Linked DNA regions of Mus musculus: regions 1 and 2 are each linked to region 3. The links are chromatin contacts, called in public Hi-C and Micro-C maps. All regions are on one chromosome and are shown on one strand. The core of a region is the stretch at or near the end of the contact, and the rest is flanking DNA. Distances in the headings are between cores, read along the strand shown. Region 1 overlaps Lpp (LIM domain containing preferred translocation partner in lipoma). Region 2 has its middle 47 kb from the start of Gm32196. Region 3 holds the start of A230028O05Rik (RIKEN cDNA A230028O05 gene).

The links. Hi-C and Micro-C count contacts between places; a contact is called where the count stands out from the background.
Region 1: a contact with region 3 is called in a Hi-C map of bone marrow-derived macrophages, with 11 times the contacts expected there. The contact joins the enhancer-like site here to the promoter of A230028O05Rik in region 3. A contact is called at or near these places in 13 of 39 promoter capture datasets (the 3T3-L1 cell line, 3T3-L1-derived adipocytes, the C10 cell line and 7 more), 3 of 15 datasets of contacts at CTCF or cohesin (CD8 T cells, large pre-B cells and pro-B cells), 69 of 484 Hi-C or Micro-C datasets (3T3-L1-derived adipocytes, the AML12 cell line, the AtT-20 cell line and 35 more), 17 of 115 datasets of contacts at active chromatin or transcription factors (T-cell acute lymphoblastic leukemia, acute myeloid leukemia, bone marrow-derived dendritic cells and 9 more) and 1 of 9 other capture datasets (embryonic stem cells).
Region 2: a contact with region 3 is called in a Micro-C map of brown adipocytes, with 5 times the contacts expected there. The contact joins the enhancer-like site here to the promoter of A230028O05Rik in region 3. A contact is called at or near these places in 6 of 484 Hi-C or Micro-C datasets (brown adipocytes, liver, muscle stem cells and 2 more).

What each region holds. Positions count from the first base shown.
Region 1 is chr16:24,820,245-24,824,016 of GRCm38.p6, forward strand. All of the region lies in intron 8 of Lpp (LIM domain containing preferred translocation partner in lipoma), which reads left to right. Among named protein-coding and RNA genes, the nearest start is that of Mir28a, 5.7 kb to the right of the region's middle. Within about 2 kb of position 2,462, at least 6 of the 459 cell types and tissues checked have an H3K27ac peak or open chromatin away from gene starts, as enhancers often do. A contact at or near this core is called in bone marrow-derived macrophages and hippocampal neurons, where this site is marked.
Region 2 is chr16:25,223,557-25,227,403 of GRCm38.p6, forward strand. No RefSeq gene overlaps it. Among named protein-coding and RNA genes, the nearest start is that of Gm32196, 47 kb to the left of the region's middle. Within about 2 kb of position 1,430, at least 13 of the 459 cell types and tissues checked have an H3K27ac peak or open chromatin away from gene starts, as enhancers often do. A contact at or near this core is called in brown adipocytes, where this site is marked.
Region 3 is chr16:25,057,593-25,061,405 of GRCm38.p6, forward strand. A230028O05Rik (RIKEN cDNA A230028O05 gene) reads left to right here and starts at 2,047. Exons shown (of 3, transcript NR_040374.1): 1 at 2,047-2,211.

The sequences.
Region 1 (3,772 bases), core at 1,212-3,711, 240 kb before region 3:
CTCCATTCTGGAGGCCAAAATAGAGCCTCTGTAATAGTTACCAGAAACTTTTTTTGAAATTAGAAAAACTATGTTCAAGAAACACAGATCTTATTCCATGTTAGTGAAGGCTACAACTTGGGGGCTGGAACAAGGAGATTTCCTGCATTGGCCAAAACTTAAAGAGCTAAATTGAGAACCCTATGCCATCGCTGCTGTCTGCATTTCCCTCTGTGCACTGGGAACCACCTAGGGTCTCCAGGCCTTGTTTCGTGGCCAGGACAAGCTTTGCTGCTCCTGAAACTGCACTTTCTTTCCAGAAGTCTCCTCTCCACATCCAAGAATGGCCATGTATTTGCACACTCTTTGAGATGGCTTTCCTTGTATTGACTTATATCACTGACAGTATGAATTTATTTTGCACCTTGTCTTTATGATCTATAAACCTTCTGAAGGCCAGATCTACTTCTAACTTACCTGATTCATTTATGGGTCTGCCCCCTAATGTACTTTTCAAAAAAGTACACATTTATGGGAAGACACAAGGATGGATTACTTCTAGAAAAGTTTATATTGCAATCCCTACTATAACAATATTAATAGATATTGTCACAGGATGTCATGTAGCCCAGGCTGGACTTGAATTAATAATATTTAAAACTCAAACTCCCAAATCCTTGCATGCAGGCCTGTCCTACTATGTGGAGCTGAATAGGCACTTTGGACTTGAATGCCTTTTGTTGTTTACAAAGTTCTTTTACGTGCATTTCTGTGTAGTTCAGCACTTATCCTATGCTATGCACATAAGTGTGTAGTATAAATGTGTATGTGTATCCATTTTGTGTCTGTGTGTTGCTTATATTGAACAAACTCACACATTCATATACAAGCTGAGTTCTGTAAGGGAGAAGCTGCTATGTTGGCTGCTGGAGCCTCACTTCAGCACTTGGCAAGAAGGAAAAGCTCAGGGAGGATTTGTTAGCTGAAGGAATCAAGTTATTACCTCGTTCAGGCTTCACCATAATCATCCAAAGTGCATAAAGTCCATATTGTATCTTGTGTCTTTTCAAGTTAAAAAACTGAGTCCCAAGGACCTGCTCAGGGTTTCAAAGGTACACAGTGGCCAAACAAAAACTTGAACCCTAGCTTTCTAGATCCATAACCTTTCTTCACTGACTTCTGGGAATTTTCTATATTAATAGCAATGCATGAACTATCTCACGAGGAAAAATTGCTTCCAAATTTAAATGCGTGATGCATATGCAGGAAATCACTGACTTTTCAATCCAAGGGTAATGCGGTTGGTGTGACTTTCAGGGAATAGGGCTTTCTTTTACCCACTCTTCCTGATGGGCATGTGTCAGTGCACACAAATGCATACCATACATCCCTCACTTCACACTTTCCGAGGCTTCTTAATTCCTCCTCAGGTTCTCCATGCTCTGGTGTCTTTTATAGCTTCTGCTGGACCAGGCACCCACATGACATTTGTTATTGGGATGTCAGCAAGTGTAAAGACTGTGGGAAGAGAGAAAGCTGACCCATCTAATGTAGACGAGAGCCTGGTACTAGTAGAAGTTTGCTTCCGTCCTGATTGTAGCTCATGGCAGGAAGCAGAGTAAAGCCTTTATTGATGACTAAGTTGTATTGAATATTACAGCATGTCACTAATCGCCACGAGACCCTAATGGAATACCATTCTTACTGAGATGGGAGCCAAGGTTCAGCACTGGAGAGAGGTGACACAAACACCACAGCCAGGGAAGGGCGGCCTTAAGCCCTGTGCCTAGAACACACGAACCCTTACACTGAAATTGGCCGCATAGTGTAGGTGTTTGCACAGTCACTTTCTCTTCTTGGGAAACTATCTCTTGTGTTCTTTAACACATCTTTGTAAATGAGAAAAAGGCACACAGTGCCCTGAGATCACAGTAAAATACAAGGGAACTATATTCATTTCCCATATTCCCATATTCAGACAGACAGACAGACACACACACACAATTGAAAAATCTTTAAAAGGATTGCTGTGGGGAACAAATGATGTCCTACGTGGCTCAGCAGTTGAGATCTCACTGCTCTTGAAGGAGATGTGAGTTGGTTCCTAGCACCCAGGGTTGATAGCTCATAACTGCCAGAACTGCATTCCCAAGGAGATCTGACGCCCTCTACTGGATTTTATGAGCACCTGCACTCATAGATCCCTCCTGACCAGAGTCTGTCTCCTTGCCCATCTCCCTGTCTCTGTCTTTCATAGGGAATGTTAAAATAATCTGATAAAATACAAGAGAAAAGTAACATTAGCTTTTAATCTAAAGTGCATGTGGGTAGGGTGAGTCACTGAAAATTGTACAAAAGAGATCTTAAGTTCTGTAGGATGTTTCAAAGTCTGTGGAAATGCAGTGAGTAGCCCAGGAACTCTGTAAAAGCCTATTTTGGTGCTCGGGGTAGACAGATGGTAATAAGGTAATGGGATGTCTAGTCTATGCAGATTCACAAGTCTGGTTCTGCATTTGACCATGAGTCAGGCCTTGGACATGGTTTCTCCATGTAGACTTATTTCTTTCTCTTTTCGTTTCTCATAAATGGCTACGAAGACTTGCTGGAAGCTGTGTGTGGTTCTTTTTACTGAAATTATCATTTGGGGAAACACTTGTTCTCTAAGACTTACTGAACTCCACCCCACAAAGCATGCCCCCTACTCAGATGTCATCTCCTGTACATCATTTGGAAGATGGATTATTGGGGTTTCCCACCAGTCCCCAGCTCAGTTTCTATTTCCAAATTCCGGCTGCCAGTTCCATACTTGGTTAAGATCCTGCTTCTGCCTGGTATCCTAGGGAAACAGTTTGTAAGGGCTGCTGTGTCCATCTGCCTTCCTGCCTGAGTTTTTGACTATACACCCTGATTATTTCCTAATCTAGAAGTGAATCACAAGACTGCAAATGCAGGGAACAGCCTTGAAATATGTTCAGAGTGTGAATACTTACAGAGTTAGGCCTGAGAGTGTAGAGCAAGACACTTGCATTTGTGACTCTACTTATGTATATATTTATAGGCACTTTGATAAAGCCAATGTAAGTGCATACATAGTTGGGCTGTGTATCAAGAAATCTTAATTTTTAAATGCAGAGACATTACAATTACAGTGTGAACATGGACCTGGAAACCTCCCTGCACACCATTCCCAGTCAGCTGTGACATTGTTCAAGGGACCCTTGGCTTGAAGTTGTCAAGATAAGATAAGTTGGTTAGCTTCAGGCTGTATCTCTTCATCTACAAGAAGCCCATCCTCCACTTGTCATGGGAATTTTGAGCCTTTGTCCTAGAATTTTTTTTTTGACCAAACTAACTTGTTAAATAATATATTCTACAGTCTTGGTTTTATACTCCTAGATACATAGGTATTATACCATCAGAATCATAATTTGGGGTGTAGTGGTGAATGTCTGAAATCCCACACAGCAGGATCCAGAGGTCAGGAACATTATGAGTTACAAAACAGGACTATATCACAAAAGCAAACAATGTAGAGTAATATAAGCAGTATCCTAGACAGATTTGATTTTTATATCAATAAACAGTCTTCTACCAGATAAATCTGTATACTTTTCAAGCTTTGAAAAGTTTGAACCTTACTCCTAAATTTCCATCCAGCACACTTAATATGAACAGCAGGTTATTAAAAATTTACCTATTTGGCTTGTAAAACTTTGGAGCCTAGTTGCTAAATTCACCATTGGACATTGTTGGAAGTCAAAGATGAGCAGAAAAGAAGAAAGCATAGGTTTTG
Region 2 (3,847 bases), core at 180-2,679, 170 kb after region 3:
AAGAAACTTTATAAAAGGAAACTAGCTCAAGAAAGAAACCAGGGAGAGTCTCACTGATAAGGCCAGTGCAGAAGAGAATCAATAAGGAAAAGGAATGTTTGCATGATGCCAATGCAAATCTTCCAGTCTCTACCTTATATTGTTAACAGTTATTCCTGTTGTAATGCGCTGTGTCTATACTTGTGCCCTTATGAAATACCTCTAAGATAACGCAATGCAGGAATGCATAACTTTTTATCTTTATATCTATAAAACATAACACAGTAACAGATTGCTAGGAATACAACATCAATAAATACCAAAAACCCCACAAACTTGATATAAAATAGAGATCATTTTAAAAGGATGCTTACTTATCCGAGGGACTCTCAACTGGAGGATTGCCTCAATCATATTGAGTGCTATGCGTGACCAGGGGCATTTTTCTTGATTGCCAATTGCTGTAGGAGGGCCAGATCACTGTGTACAGTGCCATCACTGGGCAGGTAAATCCTGGTGATACAAGAAAGATAGCTGAACACAAACGCAACAGCCCGATAGTAAGCAGAATTCCTCACTCGGTGGTTTCTGTTTTACAGCAATAAACAAAGCCTTGCTTTAGTTTCATTGCTGACTTACATCAACAAAGGACTGAAACCTTCACAATGAAATAAACCCATTGATTCCTAAAATGCTTTTGCTCAGTGCTTTATTACAGTGGTACCGAGAGAGAAGCCTGTGGCTGCGATGAACCTGCTTTGGGGGTAGCACTGTAGAACCATTTGGAGATCTGAGCTGAAAAAGATGTTGAGTGCTTAGACCTTACTAGGCTGTTGCATGGGAACTTAACTATAAGAATGCTCAGAGAAATCAAGATGACGAAGGCCCGGCTCCTCAAGTTTGAGAGGGAAGAAAAGTCTCTGTTGAGGATCTTTGTGTGATATATTTGAATTAATCTGGTGTTTGGTCAGCAGGGGCTGGAGAATCATCTGTGACTGACAAGAGACTAGAACCTAGGAATAAAATCTCTTTCCTGGACAACTGATGCTGCTCATCTGGGGATGAGAAATCAGGATTAACAAGAGATTAGCATCATTGAGGTGAAATCTTTCGGGAAGTATTTCCACAGGGTTAGTGTACAGTAGTTGCTGTACTAGTAATGGCTATGGATGTGGGGCTCTTTCTACATCTAAAGTTGGAAGCTGAACTTAATTCTGTATAAGGATCACCCATCTAGCACTCGTTTTGAAGGCACAAGTGATGCAAGACCAAGGAGGGATATGGAGAGTGGCTGACATTTGGCATGTGACAAGTTCTGAAGAAAGAAGAGGAAAGGGAATTGGTAAAAGTATCATTTTTAGTGAGGAGCCCAGAATTCTGGAGTGAGAACCATAGGACATCCACCAAGAGGAGTGGCTGCTGTTTTAAAGAGATGGCCTGAGACTCTTAGACAGCTATGGCTGGCAGAGCTGAGCTACCAAGCCTTTTGAAACTAGGTCATGAGTGAGTCCCAGATGTGACACAGAGTGACTTACTGGACTTCTGTTTTATGTTGATCTGATTGTAATTATGCCCTGCTTCTCCTCCTTTCTTGGAAAAGAAAGTATTTAATTTCTTTTTGGTTTTACAGGAGTCACAGTTAAAGCACTTTAAAGAGACACTGAACTAGCAAAAGTATGTTATTTTTGAAATAATTCTTCGGAAATCTCATAGAATATATCTATATCTTCACCCTATTTACCTCCTCAGTCCTCTCCTCAACTCTTCCCAGAGGAGCCCCTCCCCCTGCCCTCTCACTTTGTGCTCCCCCTCTTTTTTTCTTTTTCCTTTTCTTTTTCTTTTTTTTCTTTTTAGAAGAGATTATGTCACAGTAGTCTTAGTAGTCCTACAGCAGATAGCAGTAGTCTTACTATCTCCTTGCGTTTCTTCTGTGATGTGTCCTAAGTGTTAGATGGAAGGGTTATGATGTAATGTATTAGTCAGGAGTGAGAAGCATCTCTGGCCGGTAGTGGCTTTTCTGTAGTGATCTCATTGATGTTGGGTGAAAACAATACTTATCTGGGTGTATAAGGTAAAAGTAAGTTAAGTGAATATGTTATTTAGACTGCAGTGAGAAAGTTTACTGGTTTAGGGGAATGGTAACAGCAGGTGTTTTAGGTTCCATGGCCTTATCATCTATGGCTGGTTGCCTAAGTTTACAGTGTTAGGCATGAATTGCCTTCTAGTTAGGCCTTAAGTCCGAGTCTGAGGCGTTTGAATTACCCCCAAGGTATAAGTTCTACTATTGTATCTTTTGGGATATCTTGCTTTTTATTCTGGCCATTGTTGTAGTTTGTAGGCGTTACCGGTTTGTCAAGAGTGTGGGACTTTTAATGTACTTATTTAAGTTATGATAGTCACGTAAGTTCTTGAAGACTAACAAGAAAGAAAAGGTTATAGCTTAAGGTGATATGTTGATGTTGGTGTATCAAATTGTCAAGGGGTACGGTTCCTAGTTTGCGTTAGCTGTCAACTGGATATAGACTTGAGTTATTGGAGAGAAAAAATGCTAGCCTGGGAGCAGGGCCAGTGAGGAGCGTTCCTCTGTGGAATCTGTTGTAGCTTCCTGCTTTGAGTTCTTGCCTTGAAATCCCTCAGCAATGGACTAATCTGTAAGATGAAATGAACACGTTCCTTCTCAGGTGGTTTTTGGTCATGGTGTTTATCAAAGCAACAACAACAACAACAACAAATCCAAAGAAAAGCAGCATATGTATATGTATATGTATGTGTATGTGTGTGTGTGTGTGTGTGTGTGTGTGTGTGTGTGTGTGTATGTGTATGTGTATGTGTATGTGTATGTGTATGTGTATGTGTATGTGTATATGTATATGTATATGTATATGTATATGTATATGTATATGTATATGTATATATATATATGTACCTTGGGAAAGGAACAGATATAGGGACATCTTGAGGGCCTGGTATCTGTCTTGTCATTCTAATATGCATTGTGCCAGCTTCACTCTTCTCATACACTATTATGTCCTCAAGCTGGGAATGATAATGGCTCATCACAGTTCCTAGGCTTTGGAGAAGATAACAACAACAACAACAACAACAACAACAATAATAATAATAATATAGAAAAGCTAGCTAGAAGGCTAAATAATACCCCCTGTGATAGCACATAAGAGACACTCTCTGTGGTAGCACAGTCAAAGTGCTTAATATACTAGTATGCTGACTTATTAAATGAATTGGTAGATAAAGTCTCTTGTTCCTCTGAAAGATGAGAATTATGTCTACCTCCCAGGTTTTGTATTGAAGATAAATATTATACCACTTGGTGGGTAGTGCACAGTCAACAAAGGCTATTTAAGTTTTTATCCTTGATCTTAGCTTAATTAAGAATGTAAATTATGTGAGGATTCACCACAGTAGATTATCTTTTCCATATTTATTATTTTATCCGATATTAATTTTATAGAATAATAGGTTCACTATTTTCATCATGTATGTTATATACTTTGGTCTACCCCTTTTTTCCATCCCTTCTTCTTCTCTTTTAACTCGTTCTCCCTGTAGATCCTGCATATTAAAGGAATAATATATAATTATATTTTGAGCCTAGATTATTTTGTATAGCATAATGACCTACAGTTCACACCCCTCATTTTCTGGGATTGTCATGAGATTTATATATATATACATCCCATTTTCTTCATCCACTCACCTGTTGATTGATACAGAGGGTGATTCACAGTCTTGGTTATTGAGAAGAGTGTTGCCTGTGCAGATATCTCCATTGTATGATGGCATTGATTCCAAGGAGTGTCATGGCTGGATTATAATATAGTTCTATATTTTAGTTTTTGAGGAATCT
Region 3 (3,813 bases), core at 797-3,296:
TGTATGTTGGGGAGGGTGGATACTTATAAATCCTAAGATGCAGAACTTCCTTTCAAGAGGCAAGTAAAAAGCTATTAAAATAATCTCTACCCCCCAATTTCTGTTTCTTTCAGCACGGTATTTCGACGGTGGTTCTTTAACCATTCACACTGAACGAGGAAAATGTTAAGTTTAAAATGGTCAGCAAAGGTGAGGTGGAACTTGTGGGCCTAGGTGGTGAGACGGACAGCCTTTCTATTTAAGGCCAGATGCACTGGCTGGGTTTAGAGATGTTTAGAGAAAAATAACAGTTCTCTACACCCAGATTCATAAGTGTGGACAAAACTGGTATGGTGATGTGGGGACCAGAGAGCAAATAATCAGATTGCTCACAGCAATATTTCTCTGTGACTGAGTGGGCTTGTGGTCGGATCTAAGAAAGAAGTAAGTGTGTTGACCTCAACTCAGGATGCAGACAGGCCCACTTTGGGCTCTCTCCATACAGACTCACCATCAGATGACCATGAGCCAGTCATTTCCTCCCTCCAAGACTCTTCAAGGACTCCATCAAATGGGCATGAGGCTCCATTGTGCTTATGCAGACTGCAGTTGGTCATCAAGGTCATGGAAAGTCTTGGCTAGCTGTGAGTGTGAACCCGAGGTGGGTGTAAGACGCTGACAGGGAAGGAAGTTTTGCCCCCTCTGTAGTTCCTCACAGGGCATTGTGCTGACAGAGCCGTAACAGATTGACTCATACAGAACACTAGGGAAAATGGGCATGATTGCCAGTTCCTAGGCCTGGAACTGGCTTCAGCTGGTTTACTGGTGGGATTCAGGGATGGGAGGTGCAACGGGTAGGTGCCACACTCAGGAAAGAGGGGTATTCTAGAAGGAGGGGTGTTCTTCCGTGCCAGAGGTTCAGGATGGGAGACGTTAAGCTCCAGTCTGGGCAGGCAGAGGAAGGGGCTGGCAGGACCCCATGCTTCTCTTTAGCTTCACACTGACTTCCCGCTCTCACAGACACGTCTCAAAACTCTGTCTCAGCCTCCGTTTCTCCAGCTGTAAATTGCAAAGACCCTACTTTTCAACATTTTGAGAAAGGCCTAGTACCCTCTCTCATCTACTCTGCGAGACTACTAAGGAGTGGTGAAGTTGTTCCAATAGTCGCTTGGTTTCTGCCCTGAGCTCAAGTTCTTTTAAGCCAGTTCTGGAATCCTTTGGGTGGTGGAGCGCACAAGGATTCCTGTGTGTCAGTAAGTGAGCGTACGTGACAGAGGGCTTTTAAATGAATCACTTTGTATATAGCAGGGCCGCACCTGCTCCTCAGACTCTGAAGGCAGTGCGAGCAACAAGATCATTCAAAAGCGCCGCTTTCCATTCAGGTCTATAATTAGCCAGCAGGCTGTTCACCCCTGGAGCTGCTGGGACGGGCCTGGGGCAGCCTGGAGGGGCGGAGCCGAGCCCCTAGGCCCGCCCCTTGGATTCCTCCTCCCGCTGTCCTGTCGGGTCTCCGGTTGTTCTCCCCACCCCCATCTGCGTTCTGGACCGTGCCGGGCTCTACGGGGCAGGATTCCTGGAGGACAGGGCCTGTCCACCCTCCTTTCGGGCTCCCTCTCCAGCTAAGAAGCCCCTCGAGGGATGCGACTCCCCTGGAGCAGCTGTATTTAGAGTGGCATCCTCTTCCCCGCCAGCCGGCTTCTGCGTCCCGCTCTCGGGGCTACCGCCCGCTCACCCCGCCCAGCTCTCCGGGCCCCTCCCAGCCGCCTCTCCCTCTTTGTCGCATTACATAGTAATCTGAGATGCATTGGATGGGCTCCAGGGAACAGAATGTACTTGGCAGAGGCGCGGGGCTTGATGTCTGCAAAATGTCGGAAACTCAGCCAAGAGCTGCTAACTGGGTCATTAACCTCCAAAAGCGAAGCGAGGGCTGTAGGCCCTCTCTGCCTCCCTTCATCTCGCCAATAAAAGTGCCTCAGTGTGAAGGAAAGAAAAAGCCCAAGGTTGGCTGCTTTGATTTCTAGGCACTGAAGGCAGACCGGTCTCCTCCCCCTGCCCGCGCCCCAGCTCCTCCCGGCTGCCTTTCTGTTCGGAACCAAGAGTTTACAAGTGGCCTTTCAAAGGCCCAGCAGCCCTGCAGGGCCAAGCTGCAGCATCTGTGAAGATGTTACCCTCCGCCCTTCCCAACCGCACAGCCTCAGACCCATTTTCTCCCCCCTGGGTTGCGAGGGAGGGGTAAGTTTGGAGGTGGGGCGAAGAAGAAAGTTCTAGTTTAGTCCTTCGGCACTATTCTGCTCCTCCCCCTTTCTGCTTGCTACTCCTCTTCCTTCTACCCTTCCCCTCCTTCCTGCTGGAAAGCTTACGGTGCTCCATATACAAAGCCTGGCTGATGAGCTCCTGGCAGCAGCTGTCAATCCTTTCTCTGCCTGTTAACTGTTACCTGTTCTCAACCTACCTCACCAGTTGGTCTTAAGGACCAAAGGAGAAAGTCCCTCTTTGATCCTGTGACCTTCAGGTCTCTAAAAGCCTAAGGTCTCTAAAGTCCAAAGGAACTCCGGACTTGTAAGTCCTGGAAAGTAAGCAGAGAAAGAGTCTCCCAAAGGCGAAATATCAAAAAGGGAGAGCCACTAAAATCCACCCCCTTCAGATTTCTGGCCATGTTGGACTGCCAAAAAGGTACTTCCTGTGATCATCCAAACCCATTTCTCCGTGGCTAGAGACTCAGGGAGAATTTGGTAGTGAAACCCGGAAGTGGTGTCTTCCTCAGATGAGAGTCCTTGATGGAGAGAGAAGACCACTTGCCCAGCAGAGACAAAGCAAACCCGGGGAGGGGAGAATTGACTTGGCGAATCATACTTAGAAACAGATGTCAGCTTGTCTACACAGTAGGCCAAACCCAGCCCGGGGTGCCCATGTCATTCTTGCCGCGGTCTATGGCAGGCATATCCGATTGACCCTGCCTTTCCCTGAGCATCCCACAGAGGCTAGTTTCTGGGCTTGATGACCTCTGCCTGACTTCCTACTGCCATGCCTCAGTTCCTCTGTAGCCATCAAATCTCAACTTGGGTGCCCCCACCTCTCTTGCTGCCTTCTTTCAGTTTTTCTGAGAGATTTACTAATGTCCTCCAGATAACCAGTCCCTTTGTGCCTGTGTTAAGTCTCTTGTATGGGATATAAGTTATTATATAGTTATTGCTCCATGGGTAGAACTCATTCCTTGTCAATATCAACACCGATGGCAAAGGCCACCCAGCACCCACCCTTCTTGATTTGCCTTCTCTTTGTTTAGGTAGGCCTTCTATCTATCTATCTATCTATCTATCTATCTATCTATCTATCTATCTATCTATCTATCTAATATTACATATATTTTATAATAATTACATATAATTTATAGACAGGGATTATCTGTGTAGCCCTGGCTGTCCTGGAACTCGCTCTGTAGACCAGGCTGGCTTTTGACTCAGGGATCTGCCTGCCTCTGCCATCTTAGTGACGGGATTAAAGGTGTGTGCCACCACAGCCTGGAGTCCTGAATAGCTTCCTTCATCACGCTAAAATGTCTGGCTTGGGTTGCATTTTATGTAGTCACCTTACTGAGGGCCTTTATGTGAGTGTCTGGCTTGGTAAAAGTCATAGCTTGCCTTGAGGGCTGTCCTGGGGCTGGCCAACCCTTCTGTTCTCACCAGTCTTCTGGAGGCAGGCTTCCATATACTCTCTTCTTCCTCCCTTGAGATAGCCTCAGGGCAGGAAAAGCCGCATTTTCTTTTTGACAAGTTTTCCCGGGATTTCTTAATACTCTGATTCCACAAGAAGTAGCTCACCACAGCTCTTCTT